2 separate regions of the Gossypium arboreum genome follow, and region 2 is linked to region 1. A link is a contact called in public Hi-C data. All regions are on one chromosome and are shown on one strand. The core of a region is the stretch at or near the end of the contact, and the rest is flanking DNA. Distances in the headings are between cores, read along the strand shown. Region 1 overlaps LOC108464386 (alpha-galactosidase). Region 2 holds the start of LOC108464503 (pyruvate kinase, cytosolic isozyme-like).

Evidence for each region. A called contact is a pair of places that touch in the nucleus more often than the background predicts.
Region 2: a Hi-C map of leaf shows a contact between it and region 1, with 3 times the contacts expected there. The contact joins the promoter of LOC108464503 here to the enhancer-like site in region 1. A contact is called at or near these places in 2 of 5 Hi-C or Micro-C datasets (both in leaf).

Annotation. Positions count from the first base shown.
Region 1 is chr13:10,066,428-10,070,907 of ASM2569848v2, forward strand. LOC108464386 (alpha-galactosidase) reads left to right here. Exons shown (of 15, transcript XR_008277419.1): 15 at 475-711. It also overlaps the pseudogene LOC108462627. Among protein-coding and RNA genes, the nearest start is that of LOC108464386, 10 kb to the left of the region's middle. Within about 2 kb of position 3,159, at least 2 of the 2 cell types and tissues checked have an H3K27ac peak or open chromatin away from gene starts, as enhancers often do. A contact at or near this core is called in leaf, where this site is marked.
Region 2 is chr13:10,109,371-10,113,978 of ASM2569848v2, forward strand. It overlaps LOC108464503 (pyruvate kinase, cytosolic isozyme-like), which reads right to left and starts at 1,730. Exons shown (of 4, transcript XM_017764840.2): 1 at 1,635-1,730; 2 at 1,069-1,360. The coding sequence starts at 1,326. It overlaps LOC108463424 (transcription elongation factor SPT4 homolog 1-like), which reads right to left. Exons shown (of 5, transcript XM_017763366.2): 5 at 3,856-4,154. The coding sequence ends at 4,104.

The DNA.
Region 1 (4,480 bases), core at 1,909-4,408:
TAAAATAGAGAAGTTATGTAGGCACATTTAATATCACTTAAAATAGTTTTTTTTTTTATTCTTTACATTATGAGTTTGATGATTGGATAGTTAATTTTTTCATTTATAATGTGTTAAGAGTATCATGTTAATAATGTGAATATATTATTATTTTTTAATGTCATTGCATTGAAGAGTACAATATTATTAAGATTATATCTTCGATTCTAAAGAGAGCTTAGAAGCTATTCTTGAAGACGCTTAAAAATGGTCTCGTCATTTTAAATACAATCCACAATTTATAAGATATAGAGATCATGTGAACAAGCATAGGGGTTTGAATCACCCTCTATGCACTCTCCCTTTTAGTGTCATTCAAATGAGTTTTTAGACTCTCTTTAAAGAGGATAAAACCTTTAAAAAGTGGGATTTATATGGTGTTGGACACCAATAATACTGGATTTATCTATTAGATTACTGTTTTGAAATGAACAGCATTCGACGGAGACGGGTGTTGAAGATGAGATATCAGCGGAAGTGGGTTCTCATGCATGCAAAATGTACACTTTGAAACCACTTACAAATAGAGATCGGAGTTGAACAAATAGATATTTTGGTGAAAAGCGAGTTCAATTATAGCAGGCATAAGCAGCAGTAGGACATGTTGAGAGACCATGCATGTTCTTATGTATTGTGTGATATTTTCAATGAAAAAAGAAAGACTTTTTAGTATCCGACACTCACATTAAATTTTGACTAAATAAAAAGTTGAATATCTAAATGGAGCCAAAATTCACTTAATTGTAATTTTTTTCATCCGTAAAACTTAAACTCTATAAATCCTTTAAAAGACATGAGAATTATGTATTAGAAAGGAATTCATTCAGTTTTGTATTTATCTTGGATTTTTCCTTATCCTTCTAAAAGAAACCATATTTATTAAAAATAGTTAATTTTATTTTTAGGCACAATGATTTATTTTGTCCTCTATTTAAAAAATATTTTTGCTTTTTATTTAAAATGTCACTTTTTAGCATTTAAATTTGTATTATTTGTCAAATTATCTTCAAAATAGATGAAAAAGTTAACATTTATTAACTTTGTTGATGTAGCATACATGTGGACTACCACGTTAGAAATTACTTATTTTTAAATATAAAAATTTTAAAAGTATAAAATTATTTTTAAAAAATTTAACAGTTATTAGAAGTATAAAATTTTATATACTTTTTAATTTTAAAAATTAATTAATTGCTAATGTGATATGCACATAAACTTCCATGAGGGTGCCACATCCATAAAATTAATATAAGTTAACTTTTTCATTTATTTTAGGATAATTTGACAAACAATACAAGTTTAAGAGTTAAAATTAAGTGAAAAATTAAAATAAATTTTCTATAAAATTGAAGTACCAAATAAATTATTATACCTTATTTTTATTTCAAATAAATTGAATCTTATTTTATATTTTAGAATCTTAATTGGACCTGGAAAAAAACTTAAATCGACCCGATTCAAAATAGCAATTAAATATATATTGTAGAAACAAAAGATTCTGTATTTTCTGTTTCATCCATTTTGGCCACCATGACCTTAAATTAAATTTTTTATAATAATTGTTTAAGTTTTAAAAAATACGAATAAATGTTGATTGATTCTTATTTCAATTGGTATGCGTATTGTAGTTAATGTAAAAGGACATAAGTTCGAGTGTATTAAAATACATTATCTTCTTATTAATGGGTTGAGAAGGAGTTATAAATAATTCTAATCATTATCTAAAAAAAACAGATATTATCAAAATGTATAATAAAATTGTTAAAAAAATAAAATAAGAAATATGAATAAATAGTTTGCCATAAAAGTCATGTAGCCCAAAAAAAAAATTTATGGTTTTCCCCCTTATTTTCGATAAGGTTTAAGGCTCCAATTTCCTCTCATTTGAATTTCTTCCTAAATGTCAGAAGAAATAAGAAAAGAGAAGTCAAAATTGGCTGCGTTGGGAAGACTTGCAAATGCAGCATTTCTCAATTTTCTTTACTGCTCCAACTAACAAAAATGAAATGTAGTTTATTGTTATTAGGGTTAATTCCATTATATACCCTCAAACTATGATTAAGATTTTAAATTATTCTCAAACTTCAAACCGTTGTAATTAAAATTTTAAAGTATTAATATCAATATCGATCAAATTCTTCTATCAACATAGACATTAATTTGTTGTTATCGGTACCTCACTCAATAAAAATTTCACCACCCTTACCTCGTTGTATCAGGATATTACCAACTATGACCTCACCAAAAACAACACTATGCCAACTAATAGCAAGTGTTGGATCTTTCCTTGCATGGACTTCGCCTAGTCCATGTATATTCCATAATTACCTATCTAGAGAGTTATTGTGCTCCCTATATGGTCGACACAATGAAAGCCGTATTATACACGTGTAAAATCTAAGGTTAAATGAGGCCCACCTTCTCTTATAAATACTCTTCTTCCTTCTTTACGCACACATATAGAGAAACACCTCTTTCCTTCTTCAGCGACTCTCAACACTCAACTATTGTGTGAACACCCAACTTTGCTACCCATATGTCTTATCTATTAACACTTGTATATTAAATATTAGCTCAAATATGAGATGATACATATTTAAAATAACGCAAATTAGATCGTAAACACAGTGTTTCTATATGATTACAAATTTAATCCTTAAATTGACAAAAAGATTATAATTGTTTACTAATGCTTTGGTTATTTTAAAGTTTAAATAAGACTGAAATTAAAAATTGAGAATGTTTAGCACAAGTATGATATTTTATAATAAAAATAATGGAGCAGTAGTTGAATAAAATATGCAAAAGAAAGTAAAAATGGAACAACAAAGGTAGATTCTCATATTTGACCAAAGATAAATTAAAATGAAAATAAGAAGAACCTAAAAGACAAAGGTGCTTTCTTCAATTTTAAGTTACAACCAACGAATCCGCTTTATCCAAACCTAACTCTTTCCGACAGGAATCTCATTCGTCGCCGTAATCGCCGCCGCTTCCTCCTTCCTTTTCAGGTGGGTTTCAATGGAATTGTCAAACCCATATTTAAGGAATGGGAACCAATTTAGAAGAAGTTTTCCATATTCAATGGAATTGTCGCCGTAATCGCCGTAATCGCATTTTTGGAGGATTCTTGCATTTGAACACAAGCTCAGGTGGAGTATCCATCGGAACCAATTTAGAAGAAGCTTTCTTCTTCGAAGAAACTAAGGGTGAGGCAAACAATTGATATAACACTGCAGGTCAGCAAACCCACCAACCCATTGAACCGCCTCTTCTACACTAGAAGCCAAGAATCGAAAATCCTTATGCCTTCTCTTTGGTTTAATAAAAACCGAAAAGCCACAAGCACCCTTTTTAAGAGGGTAAGAATGCACAGTGAAATGTCTAACACCAACATTGTAGGATACCTATAAAGATAAAAGAAACTAAATAGGATGATTGCAAACAAAAACCCAAAATTAAACCTTATTGGAATGATCTATTGCAGAGATAATTCCAAACCTGAATGGGTCGTTTTAGTAAAGTTTTCCATGGAATTGTCGAACCCATATTTAAGGTATGTTTTGTATCTTTTATCTTACCAGTTTATATAGATTTTTCTAATTTTCCATATTATTTATGAATTTGATACTTTGGAATCACTAATCAGTTGTCCTTGATCATAATTGTTGTTGCTAGTCTGTAGTTCTCTTCCTATCCACCTTATCCACCCATAAGATGAATAAAATCCATAATATAATTTTCTCTTAAATGAACTTGCATTGATGTGTCAATGCATCTTATGATTGTGTATGCTTTTATTATTAGTTTCTCAGATAATTATCTTTTTTTTTAAATAATTCAAGAAATACCAAAATAGTATATTTTGTCAATTATTCACTAAATATCACGAAATGAATAGTGTAACATTTTCCCTGACACTAAATCACCATACCGAAAAGTGATTTAGCCCTCTCTTTTTCCAATAATGCTGGTAAAAAAAAAAAAAAAGAGAATGGTGTAGGGAGGGACTGGAAGCCGAGTGAGGCACGCACTGGCCAGTCTAATTAGTGCTAGGGAGGGGTCATTTTGGCCCTGTGAGGGACAGAGAATCTCTGTTGCCTTGGGGGCTAAATCGGCTACTCTTTCCTGGCTCCCTTTTTGACCGGCATTATTGGGAAAAGAAGGCTAAATCGCCTTTTGGTATGGCGATCTAGTGTCAGAAAAATGTTGCATTATTCATTTTTATTATTTTGGTACATATCAACTATTATAGTAACTTTTTTTTATGTATTATTTACCAAAAAATCCTCTTTTCTTTTGTGGCACGCTTTATTCATTTTTCTATAAATTCTTGCTTTTTTCTTTAGTTCTACGTCTATTTTCTTTTTTCCTGTTATTCTTATAGTCAATAAGAAACACAGACTTTAGGCTTGTTGTAAATGCAAACCGTGACAGCTTG
Region 2 (4,608 bases), core at 480-2,979, 42 kb after region 1:
TTTCATGTATTTAGAGGATCCTTGGAGGTCAGATCGTATCCCAGTCAATCAAGGTTGCACCTAGGCGAGCCTGCATCTTAGCTAGAAAACAAAACAGCTTCAAATCATTTCGGGCCAAGGCCATTCGATCCCGCGCACACTGTGTGCGCCTAGACGCCCATTTTTGCAAGGTGATAGGCATAAAAAAAAGCCCGACTTATTGAAGTTCGCCTTAATTTCTTTTAGATTTCACTTTTCTTCATTGAATATACCTTTATTTTTCCTTTTAGATTTCACTTTTTTTCATTAACCATACCTTTACCAGTAAGAAAGGGAAAATATCAAATTTTATACTTATGGAGTATTCAGCAGATATAAGCCATAAAAATCATGCATATTTACTAATAAAAAACTTGTATATATATACAAGGGTTTCAAGCAACTAGAGTTTAAGGCTAAGGAAAAAAATCAAAAACTGATTGGAACCAAGGTGTTTAGACTATTTTTAAATAAAAGTTAAAAAAACCATAATTATCCGAACCAAATTTTATATTTTATTAATTTATAATTAACTTTAATTTTTATGATCTAAAATAAACATTCTAGGTTTAAAATAATTAAAATAACTTAAAAATTCTATATAAAAATTATGTTAAAAACTATATTAGATTTATTGATTTTTTATTTACTTGAAAAATTTAATTTTAGCAGATTTTAAAAACTAACAAATAATATAAAAAAAAAAAAGAGTCCAAGGAACCCAAAATCTAAAATTAGTATGAAAAAACAAAAAACCAAATAAAAGGAATTGGATTATGATGGATAGTTCAAAAAATCCTATTGAACTGATCTGAACTCACCCTAAATAGAGTGTGCCTTGTATCTAATGACACATTATCTTTCATTTGGACTTTAACAAACAAATATCCATATAAGCAATGCTTGGTTACTAAAAGTAGAGAATTTCTGGGCCCAAAAATTGATTTCTTTATTATCTCTAATCTACCCTTTAATCCCCGTTCAAATACACAAATAATGATAAAAAAGAAAGTAATAAAACTATGAGATAATGATGGGGTAAAGGGGAACCTTGGTGTCAAGCATGACGGCGCAGAGGATGCCGGTACTTTGCATGGCAGCCCTGAGATTGTTCAAGGTCTCCTGGTGATATTCATGGCTGCCATGGGAGAAATTGAAGCGAGCAACGTTCATGCCGGCCCTCAGCAGCTTCTCGATCATGGGTACCGATCGCGATGCCGGACCCAGAGTGCAAACGATTTTGGTTTTGGCGATACGGCCATCATTTGGCAGCTCCTTCAAGATCCCATCAATGTCTATATTCGCCATTTCCTTTTTGATTTGCTCAAAATAAAAATCTGCTCTGCTGCACCCATTATCAATTAAAAAATATTAAAAGTCATCAATGAAAAAGATTGGGTAAGAAAACCCAGAGAAAAGGAACATTGAGATAAACAGAATGGGGTTAAGGTAGGATTGGTGAGAGAGATCAAATGAGGTAAATACAGAGATGGTTTTTTAAGATATATATATATACATATATATGTATAAAACCATATGAACAAATTACAAGCAAACAAAAAAATAAAAATAAAAATGCTTTATGTCGAGTTAAATTGAGAAATGAGATACTATACCTTATAAGCCAAAAAAGAGTAGTTTTGAAGAACAGAACAGTGAGGAGAGTGGTGGGTGGTGTGGTGGCTTTTTGTAGTATGAGAGAGGACTGCAGGAGGAGTTTAGAAACTGAAAAGTAAAAGGTTGTATTTCTAATTTAACCCTTCAATTATACCATAATTTTACATATTAGTCCTTACAATTTTTAAGTGGTTTTCAGGTTATCAATTTTGTCCTAGTTTTAAAAACAATATTATCCAATAAGAATGTGAAATGTGGCATAGTATGTAGTAGATTCTTTTTTTATTAAATGAAATAAAATTAATAGTTAAAATAAAAACTTTTAAGGATGGATATTGAAAATTGGATATAGTTTGCAGGCCGACTTACTAATAAAACCAATATAAAAGGAAAAAAATTAATGTAAGGGACACGTGGTGGTAGGTGGCCCATTGGAGATTTTGTAAATCTTTGGATGTAGAATTATTGGTATTTGAATTAAAACAACAAGACTCAGAATCTAATTATAATTAGAGTGGTGAATATTTTAACTTGCAAATTTAGATATTTTAATCAATATATTTTTTAATTAAATTTATTTCAATATTTAAATATAAATTAATGATGTGTTGCCATATAATCATTTAAAAATTTGAAGTGATGTCTTGGAATAATCTTAATTATCAAACTTTTACATTTAGATAATAAAAGCAAAAAAGAAAATGTTTTATTGGAAGGTGAGGGATGGGTAGATAGGCGTGCGTACATGCGGTGGATGGGTTTTCCTTTTGGTTCCTTTTTGTCCCTCTTGTGTGGGCAAAGGCTCAAACTACACTCTTGTATTATTCATTCCTCCCCCAAAGATTTACTTCGCTTTTAGCTTTTTTCTTTGTTTTTGTTTTTATTTTTACTTTTTCCCATATTTCCAACTACAATAATCTTAGTAATTTATCCCAGTTTTGCTCTCAAATAATCTCTACTCATTTCAACTTTTTTAAGGCTAAACAAACAATTTATCCCTTCTCTTATTTTTTTTCCCTTACATATCGTTTTACTTTCAAATTATTGGCATTTAATAAATATGTAAAACATGTCACATTTTATTGTTATTTTTTCTATTTTAAGTATATTCGAATGAAAATGATAATTTAATATGATAAAAAATTAAATATCAAAATAACAAATAATGTAGTCTAAGAGATAAATCATGACTTAACATCTTTTTACATTAAAATATATTTTAATTTTATGTAATTTTGCATCTTTAAAATTTAATTCATTTATTTTACAGATTAAAAATATAAGTTCAATTATTAACATCATTAAAATTTTTCTGTTATATTTAGATGCATTACAATTATTATTAATTTTGTTATTTTTTATCAAATAAAAATATATTTCAAAATATTACACCAATAAATTTAATAAAATAATTGTAATAAGATTAACACTTAAATATATTTTTGAAATTTTAAAAAAATTCCAACTTATAAAAACAGAATATTTTTATATTATAAAAGCCTAAATAAACACGTGTTGAAATTCGGAAGGACAACAATGTCCGCAGCCTCATATTTAAGTCACGTGTGAATTTAGTATTTTATATTAAATTCTTTTAGATATATTTTGATTTTATTGTGATTGTGTTTTTCATAAAATTATTCCTCATATAAAACTAAAAATACAACATTTAAATATATTTCTTGCAAGAAAACTTATAAATATATATATCAACAGGTAGATATTTGGTACATAGGATAGTTTATTTTGACTTTTAGTGGTTAATATTTTTAATTTTACAATAAATAAAAATATTTAAAAACTTAGAATGTGGTAGTTTTAAAATAATATAAGTCAAATTTCAAACTTTGACTTCTAATTAATTTAAATTTATAATAGATAATTTTTTAAAAAAAAGAGTATATTTTGAAAGCTAGACAGTAGTAGTTTTAAAATATACTTAGAAAATTTTGGTACTTAGAATATTTAAAATTATAAAATCAATGTTCAAACAATTTAATCCCCAAAAAATTCAATTATGGCAACTTAAATTAGTTGTGCTTTCCTATATGATAAACTCCATTTTAAAAATGTTTTAAAATTTTAAATTGATGTAAGCACGATACATTTTTATAGGAGAGAACAAACTCTAAAAGTAATATCATTGAGAGGGACAACTATGGACCTCAAAAAATTTAGTCTCCATAGCCCGTAAAAAAAAAAACATGAAGCAGATGAATCTATGAAACAAACTGAATTCAAATATTCTAATTTGCAATTGTGGACAACAAAGTAATAGCCAGATTTATAAAAGCCTTTTTTGACACCAAGAACCAAATTCCATGCAAAATCTTTCTTGTGGATGACTAGTATGTTTACCAACTTGTCAAAATCCCACAAGTTGGTGCAATTCACTGTGTTACTATTCTCCTCCATCACTACTAATAATATGCAGTTTTCCATCCTTACAATGTTATTGAGGCTATCCATTACACCCGTTTCGGTGGCACATACTGCACATGAACTTCTTCGCATAAAGCCTGTAAGAAGGAAAACAAACGATCGATGAAGGAAGCTAATGCTTTCGGAAACCACGAAAGAAGACCGAAAGTCGAAACTTTAATCAACAAACACAAACTTTGATACAAACGAGTTGCATGTAGATATATTATTGTTATACAAGCCATTTTCCAGTACCAAAATCATCAAATTTAACATAGCATGGCTTAAATATAATATTGAACGGGAAAAGCAAATGGACATTTGCCATAACAAATGATAGATTTGAACTTATTCCTAAGTATGCCACTGCCGTTTACAAAGACAACCCGGTAACTGAATATTATCATCATAGACCTATGGTTACCAAGGCATCAATGTCTACCATACTGAAAGAAAGAAATGCACTACCTACCTGGCATGATATACCCAAAGCAAATAAAAAAACTAATGAACTGCACATAAGATGAGAAACCATGCCTGCAAGTTTGCCAC